Linked DNA regions of Sus scrofa: region 1 is linked to region 2. Evidence: chromatin contacts called from public promoter capture Hi-C data. All regions are on one chromosome and are shown on one strand. Each heading gives the region's core, a stretch centred on a gene start, on an enhancer-like site or on the middle of the called end of the contact. The rest is flanking DNA. Distances are from core to core; before and after follow the strand shown. Region 1 holds the start of SEL1L (protein sel-1 homolog 1). Region 2 holds the start of CEP128 (centrosomal protein of 128 kDa).

Region 1 (5,656 bases), core at 2,570-5,069, 520 kb before region 2:
GTACCGGTCATATACAATCCTGGAATTCTAGGTGATACAATGAGATATAAAGCCATTGTCCATTTACTCAAGGAACTCAGAATGTACACCGAGAGGTATCAGCTTCTATCTCATAATATGGTGCAAGGATTTATATTTCCATTTATCCACAAAAAAGAAAGACAGAAATAATGACTTGAATGCACCTCTTCTACATCAAAGAAAGTACTCTACCTTCTTCCCCAAACCCTAAGGGGAAAATGTCCTGCTCCTTGCTTCTTCCTAAACCTGCCCTGGCAGACCTGGTGCTAGCAGCCTTTGCCCATTGCCAACTCAAATAGATCTCTAAGAATAGCACGGGCAAAGATACTCCACTAGAGGTGGTGACAATCACTCTATTCTCAGGAAAAGTCTTCCAGGGTTATCTCATCACATTTAAATGAAGAGCAAGCTGGATTCATGTCCTCAACACTTTCAGGAGCTTCTCAACATTTGCTCATTATTTGATTAATTTCAATGGAATAAGGTTACATCCTTGTCAACTGCATAAAAAGGCACTTATTATCTATCTCCATTGGGTCCTATGCTGTGTTGTAATGCAGAGCAAACAGGTTGTCTGCAACTTGGAAATCTATGACAATGACCCAGAACACTGATAGAGACAAGCAGAACAGAGTACAGACAGCTGAACAAATAGTAAGGAAGTCTGTGAATTAATAAATAATGTTAACATTTGGTACAAGTAGAGTGAGTACATAACTTTAACTGGGAATGTTGGCAAGAAACCTGGAGGGGTTATGCTCAGACTGGATAAGACCATCGAGAATTCATAACCTTTTCACTAATTCACCATCATGCAATGTAGCAGGCTGACAAAATAAATCTAGCTTTTCCACACTGCATTCTAGACCTGCTCTGGATACCTGGAATTTCCCCCAGGAAGTCAAGGTCTCAGAACACGTCAATTACTCATTGCTGGCTAAAGACAATAGCTCTAGCAGCTCTAAACCCTTTTCAAATTAAGGCAATAAAACTAACTGTTTTTAGTAATCTTAATAAAAGTTAATTTTTAGTTTGCTTTGCTTCTTTGCTTCAACCAAGCAACCAATAAGAAATAACATTTGCAGATTGTTCTACAATGAAGAAAAAACTTTTATCCCCTGTATATCTCTTTCGAACCTCATAACAGACCTGGCAAAGTCAGTATTATTAACATAACCAACTTTCAGATGAAGTGAAGAGGAGAGAAGTAAAATTCGTGTATAATCAGGGTTCAAGTGCTCCTTAATATTTTTCTGTAAGATAAAACTGTGGTAGGTATTTTAAAATTAAACTATGGTAGACAGCACGTGCTTTGAAAATATTGTCAAAACATGTTATAGGTAAGGTGTAACTATTAATCAACAAATAGCTATCTAGTGCTGGTAGGTGACAAGTCCAATGCTATATACTTATACACTGAATTATATAATTGCCTTTGGCCTCAGCAAGCTACAATCCATTTAGAAAGCAAGTTTGTGACTGTTCTCTAAACACTTGTAGAAATGAGGATTAATAAGGACTGGCCTGAGCAGAGAAGGCTCAGCCAAGATGAAATGCAAGTAAAATTGGAAAGATGACAGGGTTGTAGCTAAGAAGAAGGAGCAAGGGCAGTGGGGAGAGGATAAGGGAGCCTCTGAAAAGGCAAGTGAGCGTTAATTTGCAAATCTGGAAAACAGTAAAAGAGAAGTTAGACATTAGTCTTTGTAGTACAGGATTTTTTTTTTTTTTTAAGGCTGCACCGGAGACATGTGGAAGTTCCCAGGCTAGGGGTCAAATTGGAGCTACAGCTGCCAGCCTATATCACAGCCACAGCAACACCGGATCCAAGCCATATCTGCGACCTACACCACAGCTCACAGCAATGCTGAATCCTTAACACACTGAGCAAGGCCAGGGATCAAACCCACGTCCTCATGGATACCAGTCAGATTCTTTTCTGTTGTGCCACAAGGGAACTTCTGAAGCACAGGACTTTAAGGATAAGAAGGACTCAGTAAAGAAAAAGATGAAAAAAAAAGTTGGGTCTTAACCAAGCAGTGAAATTTCCCAATCTTATCAATCAAATAATCACTGTTTTGGGAGTTCCCATTACGGCTCAGTGGAAACCATGACTTGGGTTCAATTCCTGGCCTGGGAATGTCCGTATGCCTGAAAAAAAAAAAAAAAAAAAAAGGCAGAAGGCCTTTTTCTGTGGAAGGCAGAAGTTTCTTCCCCAGTACTGCCCCAAGAAAGTAGAACTGTCAGCACAAGTTTCTGTTTTGTCAATATAAGCCCTAGTATTTTTTGATTCTGTGGCAAAGGTGGCCATTAAAATTTTTTGAACAAGAATATGAAAGCAGTGTTTAAGGAAAGTTAATGTGGCCACAGCGCACGATTTAGGTTAGAATGAAGAAAGAATGGTTTGGGTGAATATGGCTAGAACTTGGGCACACCAGGCAACTAAGGGAAAATTAGAGCCAGCAGGGACGTTTTCGTGAGAAAGAGGAAAATGGTCACATAATATACCAGAGTTTACTCTATGATTTAAAACCAGAGGACCTCTTAGGAAGCAGTGTTAGTGATAGAAAGAGAGATGAGTGCCAAAGAGATAGTAGTGAAAAAGAGCACACTTCTTCACGGGACAATATTTTTCCTTCATCTCCTCCATTGTGAATGTTGAGTAATAGTTTTTTTTAATCCTCTTCTATGAAATAAGGTTGGGTATCAAGACATGTTGGCCAGTGTGGACTTCTCCAAAACCCTGAACTCAGGCTGTCTAGGTTCCAGATCTAAGAGCTGACTGTGGCTGGATACTAAGCAAAGCAAAATGACACAAATTGAGGAAGGGTCAGGAATACCAAGCCACTGCCCTATTACATAGTGGGAGCATGCCTGGAGTTGGTACTTGATAACACAAGACTATTTCCACTCCTGCACTGCAATCGCTGTCACCTTTATCTCCAAATACATCAATCTAGACTTCTGAACCTAGTCAATGTAGGATCTAGGTAGTCAATGTAGGATCTAGGTAGTCAATGAGGAAGGGAGCAATGTAACTCGGAATGCAAGAGAAAAGGAATGCGTACAGGCGTTTGAAAGGGTTTTGTAAAGACTTTTGGCCTCTTTTTCGCAGGCACTTATTATCTGGTAGCCCTCCGTTAAAATGAATACTAGCATTGACAAGGTCTGTACGAGGTGGGGTTTATTTCCTTTTGTTTAGGGAAAAGGAAAACCAAGTGAGTTCCATCCTGGTATTGTTTTCGTTTACGATAAAAAATACCTCGAATTCAGTCTTGTTGTTGTATTTTTCCTCAGTACTGATATCTATATCCAATACAAATTTTCTAAATAAAACAAAGGGGAAGAAAAGCTGAATACATTACAAACTCTTAACCTTATAATGTGTTTCATTATATTTATTTGGCTCAAAAACAAAAAAACTGCGAGTTCACGGCCTTGAGTTAGTGTCTAGCCCAAGTGTTTAAGTTTTCTTAACTTGAAGAGCCACCAGCGCTTTTAAACATTGCCCCCCCCCCCACCATGGACTACGATTCCCAAGAGAACACACCGAGAGAGGCCCATGAAGTGCATTGTGGGAATTGCAGTCCTGAGTGACGATTTTTTCCCAACCCTGGACTCCTGCTCGGATTCCGGGAGGGTAGGACACAGGAGCTACCAATTAGCTGGGGCCATGTCGGTGAGACCGTGGTCCAATCGGAAAAGCCGGTGTGAGGGGCTCGCATAATGATTGGCCAATGCCTGACCCCGGAGGCGGGGCAATAAGGTGGGCGGGAAGGTCGCGGCGATTGGGCGAGGAGCCCGCGGCGGCGGGCGGAGATTGGCTGCGAGCTGGGGAAGGGAGGCCTGGGAAGGGGCGGAGGAAGGAGGCCAGAGCAGGAAGAACAGCGGCGAGGCGGCGGCGGCGGCTGAGTCGGTGGTGGCTGAGGCAGAAAGCGACAGCTCCAGGGGGTGCAGCGGCCCTGAGAGCAGGATGCGGGTCGGGGTCAGGCTGACGCTGCTGCTGTGTGTGGTGCTGCTGGGTTCGGCCTCGGTGTCTTCGGGTCAGTATCCGCCCCCTCGGACTGGAGGCCAGGAGCCACCGCCCCCCGGCCTCCATCCCGGGGCAGGGCCGTGGGGGCTCCGGCTGGAGACTCCACTCTCTCTGGTCACAGCTCGCATTTGCTCGTCACTTGCTGTCATTTCTGGGGCTTGGGTTGGCCTGGGCCGGAGCAAGTGTTTAGGGGAGCGTGAGAGGGGAGGAAAAGAAGGGGCGGTCACCCTGCCTACACCTCTCCTCACTTCACAAACTTTACACGACTCGTCACGAGTGAGGAATTGGCTTCATGGGAATGATCCGGACAGCTGGCTTAGACCTCCAGTGACATAGGAGCTCTACCGGAGCTTCCACGAAGCTCGTGTAGATTGTGTGCTGCATCAGTTTCGAAACTCTGGATTTGGGATTTGTAAATTTAGTGATTGACACACCTGGGGTTGTCACTGGGCAGAGCCGGATCCATCAGAACCAGGATGTCCACAGTTTTTTGGTGGGTTTGTTTAGCAACTGAGGTGGTCTTGTCTCTGTCTCTCTAAAAACGAAGACTTTTTATTTAATTGTGCCTACTGTCTACCCATTTTAAAGAAATACTCCTAAGAGAGTGGTTTTTACCTCTCTCACAGTTTGAGTTGCCCCATGTTTTCTGAGAGTAACTACCATTTCTGAAAAAAAATCTTGGTGCTTAATAAATGTAAAGTGGATAGCATCTAGTTTTAACTTTTTACGTAGGTACAGAAATTCGTATGCTTTTGAATTGATTTTCCAGTTAGATGATTTATACTCTGGTCTTGAAATGATCATTTCCCTTTTTTTAATAGTTTAATCTGCCTACACTTGAAAACGTCTATTTTGAGAGTGTTGGTAACGAAATACTTAGTGTTTCTAACTGTTGGTAGAGAAACAATTAGTACAATAAAGCTTTTGAATTTTAATCAGTTTCAGTTCACAAAACAGCTGTTCTGTGGCTTTAAATTTTTTTGGAACAAGGCAGGGTATAAATGTCAACTTTTTTTCCAACAGAAAATTTCCCAGATGGTTATTTGAATCCTCAAATTATCTGTCCTAGTTGTAAGTCAATGCTGTAACGTCATTCTGCTTCTAAAATAAGAGGTCTAAACCTAAAATTTTATCCATAATGTAGCTTAAGATACCATTTCAAAAGCAACGAGCATATGCCAGTTACTTTCCTGCCAACATCATGCTTTGAGGTCTGCTCCCCACCTCCCCTTTTAGTGTTGATTTGTGTTTATGACCATATCTTTAAAACACTGTGTAACTTCTGAAGCACTGCTAGCTAGCAGTTTGATCTAAGAGGTATGGAATGAAACGGTTGAGTGTAGTGAGTAAAGTACCCTAAGGACTGTGAGCCACCTGCCTCAGAATTCCTCTTAAGGGTTTGTTATAAATGCAGTTTTAGGTCTGGAACAGGTTGCGGCATCTGTAGTTTAACAGGCTTCACAAGTGATTCTTCACACTAAAGTGTAAGAACTACTAGTTTTAAAGAACATGGTACATATCCTTCTGAATTCAGTTTGCAGAATTTAAAGAAAGTCAAAACATACATTTTCTTGCATCTTCGTTTGACTAGATTTCATACATCTA
Region 2 (5,719 bases), core at 852-3,351:
TTTAATAATATATTTTAAAATTACTTGGTCATCATGAACTCAAATGTGATTCTCTACCCATCAGGCCCAGTTGTATCCTCTGATTTCACTTTATCTTATTAATCTCACTTTAAAAATGGGACCTGCAGAATTAATTCTCTAAATATGATTGAACCAGAAAAGACAGATAGTGGGAAAATAAGTTTTATTAATGCATCCTAAGATTACATTAGCTTTATTGGTAGCCATTTTTTTCCTTTTCCTTTCTTTCCTTTTTCTTTCTTTCCTTTTTTTTTAAGGGTCTTTTTAGGGCTGTACCTGTGGCATATGGAAGTTCCCAGGCTGGGGTGGAATTGGAGCTGTAGCTGCCAGCCTATGCCATAGGCACAGCAACACTAGATCTGAGCAACATCTGCAACCTACATCACAGCTCATGGCAATGCTGGATCCTTAACCCACTGGGCAAGGCCAGGGAGTGAACCCATGTCCTCATGGATACTAGTTGGGTTGGTTACCTCTGAGCCACAACAGGAATGCTGGTAGCCATTTTTCCTGCAGTTGGTTAGCTATCACTTCCTCTGAAGTTTCTTTTTTATGTCTATCCCCAGAGCCTATGTGATACTCTCACCTGAATTTGAAATATATATTTTTTTTAATAATTTCTCTCTCTCACTTGACTCTGAGCAACATGAGGGCAGAGATTATGTTGTTTATCTCCTCATTTTTACTGTACCTTCGGTGTCTTATACAATGGATTATAGAAAGATTCAGTATACATTTGCTGATTTAAATAAATACATTTTTTGGAAAAATTAAAATGTTAAAGAGTTATTATTATACTTCCACATGCATATTTGGAAAATTTAAGGCTGTTCTGAATTATCTTAATTTATGTATTAAGTGGAGTGTATTCTTGAATCACGTCTTTCAGCAAACAGCATGAAGATAGATGCAGATACACAGGGAGATCTTAAGAAGAATTATTTTATGTTCAAACTGAATATAAAATAAACTACTGCTCAGTGATGACTAGAGCAAATATCTGAATGATTCTAATACATTATTTATGATTTTTGTGTGTGTGTGTGTGTGTGTATGGCTGGGGGAGGAGGAGAGAAAGAGGGAAATAGAAAGGGAGAGTGTGAAGTGGGGAAAAGCTGAGAAGGGAGAGAACAGTTTTAAAAGGTTAGTCTCTGTGTTTGAAAGACTTAGAGTGTGGCAGAGGAGACCAACTGGGAAACAGATGATTACGGTACAAACTTATTAGAATAGGGAAACTGTGTAGTTTAAAAATGTGAGCTAGCTCTTCTTAAGGTAAAGCTTTCACAGATAAAGTAAAATTTGATTTTAGCCTTGAGGAAGAAAGAATCGATGGTCTTTTGGGGGGAGCAGAAAGAATGCTCCACCTAATTTAATTTTCACTTAGCTTTTGCAAAGTTCAATTATTTGTTTTATTTGAGGTTTTTGTTATTACCTTTTCAGGACTGAAACCACTTCTCTGAGTGGAGTGTGTCTCTCTCACGCTCTAGAAGGACCGAGGAGATGACAACCCTACACTGAAGGTAGCAGCAGCCATGAAGTGACAGCTTCATGTACTTTGTGTTTGCCATGAATGAGCTATGTGGTTTTAGGCGAGTCACTTACTCTTTCCGGGCCTAAAGGATTTGATTAGATAATCTTCTCTGTTCCTTTCCAGTTCTAAGAATTTATGAACCTTCAGAAAAAGACATTGTGCCCTGGTATTAGGGGATTTTTACATTTCGCTGCTGGAAATTTTTCCTGTTCCCCAAGGAGTAAAAGAAACATAATTTATGTTAGTATTGCAACTAATTTGAATTGTTATTGTTCACAAAGTAAATATTTTAGGCTTTTATGACTATGTTAGCGTCAGCTCTCTAATTCACTCTCTGGTGTTTGCCTCTTTAGAAGCAACTGGCCCTTTAAAAAAAAAAGAGCAGGGCAGGAGGGTGCGGCCGAGGGACTCAGGTGCCTGCAAATCCGGCTTCTTCCGGTTAAGTTAAGAGAAGGCCAGTCGTATGGCATCCTGGGAAATGCAGTTTCTCTTGGTGCCGATCTTCCTTAGTAACTCCTTGCTTTTGAGCATGAGGGACTACAACTCCCAGAGGGCCAAGCGGTAGCAGCGGGGCTCGGTACACTTGCTGCGGCTGGGCGGCTAGTTCAAGTTGCCATAGCTGCGAGTCTGAGGAGAGTTGAGTCGGTTGTGCCGCGGCGTCTGGTCAGTTACACCTTCTGGGTCGCTGGTGGACGCGGGAGCCCTGTGGGGCCTTGGCGATGATCCGGCATTAAGGGCCCGGGGTCCTCTTCTATCGCAGGTACCTGCCCCCAAACCGTCCCCTCGCCTTTTTTTTTTTTTTTTTTTTTAAACCACTTCCCTGTCTTATCGTAGATGTTAGGTTCCCGCTTCCCCTCTTCCCCGTGGTGGGGACGTCAGATCTACGCAGAGATTTGGGATAGGGCCCTGGGTGGGTGGTGTATGTGTAAAAGTTGGGGGAGATGGCGTGCCTGGCATCCCGGTGACCCCGCCCTTGGCGTGGATGTCCACAGTCAGGTCCTGGGCAGGTTAAACAGGGAATTTCAACTTGGTTGTCCTTTTTTGAGAGCAGCTTGTACTGCCGCTAGTAGCAGTAAAGCTTGAGCTGTCAAGGAGTTAGCCTCGTTCTTGCCACCCTCCTTACGTGTACTTTTGCCGGGCCTGCGATATAATTTGACGTTTTGTACCTGTTTTAGAATCGCAAAAATTTGCTACCCTTGGGAATGCTGTATCGGTGACTTGTCCTTCTTTTGACTATATGGCTGTTGCCCTAACGTCATCTGCTAACAATTCCTTGAATTATTTTGTAGGAACACCTGATACTGAATTCCAGCGACATCCTTTATTGGTTTGATGGCGCTTTGTCACTTTCACATAGGCTTTGTAGCCTTGTGCCAAGTATTATGTAAAATTTCTAATACAGGGCCTGGCCCATTGGAAGTGCTCAGTATTTATTTATTTTTAATTATGCAGACCTGTGCTGTAAAAACGTAGTGTGAGCCACACAGGCAAATTTAAATTTTCTAGTACCCACACTCAATAAGTAAAAAGAAGCTGGTGAAATTACTTTGTAAATAGTTTGGTACAATGTATCCAGAATGTTTTCATTTCAACATGTTGTCAATAAGAAACTTGAGACATTTTACATACTAAAAAACTTAGGAAAAAAAAAAAGGTACTAAGCAGTTGTGTGTAGTTTAAGTTTATAGCACACATCACTTCAAACTGACCAGATTTCAAAAGCTTATTAGCCACATATGGCTAGTGACCACTGTATTGGACAGCATAGATAGAAGATTAAATTTTTTGTAGTTTTATGTTTGCACAGATAAATTTGGGTGTGCCTATGACTCATGCGGTGAACTTTGCTGCTTTGTTAAGAGTGAAATTTGTATCAGACCTGTGTCCTCTCTGCCATTGCATGACTTGGGTCACTTTGAATTCTGTCTTGACTTGTTGATTAACAGAATACCTTTTTTTGTTGGAGTGGTTTATGGATGTTTTCCAGATCCACTTTTTATGTGGACAACTACCAGTTTACTGGATAACTTTCTGTGGATTCTTACAAACTGCTTTGAAAGTAGTCACAAAAAATGGAAAATATTTCTGTCCATAGCTCTGACAACCAAAGGCATTTTATTTTTACTTATTTAATTGCAATACTAACGTAAGAAGATCTGGGCAGTTATAAAATATTTCCTTTGGGTGTACTAGCACATAGTTCATTTACTGCCTTAGAAATACAATTGAGGGAGTTCCCATCATGGCACAGCAGAAACGAATCCGATTAGTATCCATGAGAATATTTGTTAGGTCCCTGTCCTCGATACTCTGTGGGTTGGGGATCCAGTGTTCCCGTGGGAGAGCTGTGGTGTAGGTCACAGAAGCAGCTTGGATCTCATGTTGCTCTGACTATGGCGGAGTCCAGCAGTTGCAGCTCCAATTCGACTGCTTAGCCTGGGAACTTCCATCTGCAGTGGGTGCAGCCCTAAAAAGCAAAACAAGCGAACAAACACACAAAAAACAATTTGGCCCATCAAATTCACGAGTAATATGTTGATTTCATTACCTGCCTTAGTTTAACATTTAACACTGATAGACATGCTTAGGAATAGTATCTTTGACTAGACTTGGGCTACAGTTCACATTGTGACATGATCTAGTCAGTCCAAGGGATGGCCAGGTATGGGTGGAATTCTCCAGTGAGAAGTATACTGGCTGGGCACTTGTATGTGAAGCATTCCTGTGACTTCAGTGGGGCTTTCACATGATCCAAGGAGCATCTTCTCTGTTCTCTGGTTTATGATATATATTCTCTGCTGTGTACACAAACCATACACAGAGGGTGAGCTTATTTTTTCTTTAATTGTTTTTAAAAAATTAAGGTTGTAGATATGTTTTATCCCCTTGTTTCATTTATCTGTAGGTGGTTTGGGGGAAGTACAGGGGCAACCAAAGATCATCCACTTGACTAGGCCTTTTGCCCTGAACCTCATGAAGAAATGATAGGAGGCAGACATATGTGCTGGGTGTGCTTTGTAAGTATGCTTCCTCCCTGATTTATTGAGATGAGACATTTTTGCGTATTTATAGTGGAAAAGAATATGTCAACAAATAGGCTTTTAAGGGGCAAGAAATCCCTTTCTAACATACATTATCCAAATAAATAGGATAGTTGTAACTGTATTGTTACAGAAATTCAGGGGAACAAACTAGATATCTTATTAAAAGCAACAGTGATGCATCTGTTTCATTAGACAAGTATTTGAGAACCTATTTTGTCTCAGGCACTATATCAGGCATCTTTTGCATGATATTTATTATGCTTATCTTCATTTTATAAATGAGGCAGTTGAGGCTCAAGTTTCTTCAGACTCCAAATTCCGGTCCTGCCCACTACACAGAGGCCACATTGTATCTCTGATTGCCCTCTAATAGGATTTAACTTAAGGTTAATATTTTTAGATTGTGCACTATATTAGCAAAGTTTACTTTTAATTTACATATTTAAATATTCAAATAATTCTCTTATCTTTCTTAGTTTTTTCAAGGTATAATGGTCTTTACATTAAAATTGAGATAGATAATTGTATTCACAATTTCCATAAAATGTATATGTGGAAAACGAATTGTCATTGGTTATCAAGTGAATAGTGTTAATTCATGTTTTACAACATAGATTTAAAATTCTGGACACTTTTTAGTGTTTTAACATTGCATTTTGATAAAGGGCACTTAAATAAAATGTATAGGGAAGACCCACTGGGGCCATGTAGTAATACTTTGTCTGAGATAGGTGTGTAAAAACCTCTTGGAATTAAAGACTATTAGAGCTGGAGAGGCTTGATATGATATAATTCAGTCCAGAAATTTTAAACTTCAGTCTTGACACATTTGGAAATAATATAAAAATAACCTAGAGTAGATTTACTGTTATCCATGCAATAAGATCACTGGGTTAATTCTAATATTAAATATTTCGATACTATTCATACTATATAGTGTGTATGTTCATACTGTTCTATAGTAGGTTTTTCTTTCTTATAATAATTTATTTTTTTGTCAGCATATAAAATTTTACCTTATCTCTTTTAAACTGCTACATAATATCCCAAATGACTAGATGCATTTAATTTATGCCTTATCAGTGGATCTGTGGTTTTTAATTTTTTACAACTAAATAATTGA

Evidence for each region. Promoter capture Hi-C pulls out the DNA fragments that hold promoters and counts their contacts.
Region 1: a contact with region 2 is called in a promoter capture Hi-C map of liver, with 7 times the contacts expected there. The contact joins the promoter of SEL1L here to the promoter of CEP128 in region 2. A contact is called at or near these places in 2 of 5 promoter capture datasets (fetal liver and liver), 5 of 47 Hi-C or Micro-C datasets (embryonic fibroblasts, heart right ventricle, psoas muscle and 2 more) and 2 of 2 datasets of contacts at active chromatin or transcription factors (alveolar macrophages and skeletal muscle).

Annotation. Positions count from the first base shown.
Region 1 is chr7:104,281,413-104,287,068 of Sscrofa11.1, reverse strand. It overlaps SEL1L (protein sel-1 homolog 1), which reads left to right and starts at 3,819. Exons shown (of 21, transcript XM_021099584.1): 1 at 3,819-4,061. The coding sequence starts at 3,992.
Region 2 is chr7:103,756,705-103,762,423 of Sscrofa11.1, reverse strand. CEP128 (centrosomal protein of 128 kDa) reads left to right here and starts at 2,101. Exons shown (of 27, transcript XM_021099567.1): 1 at 2,101-2,312; 2 at 4,458-4,569.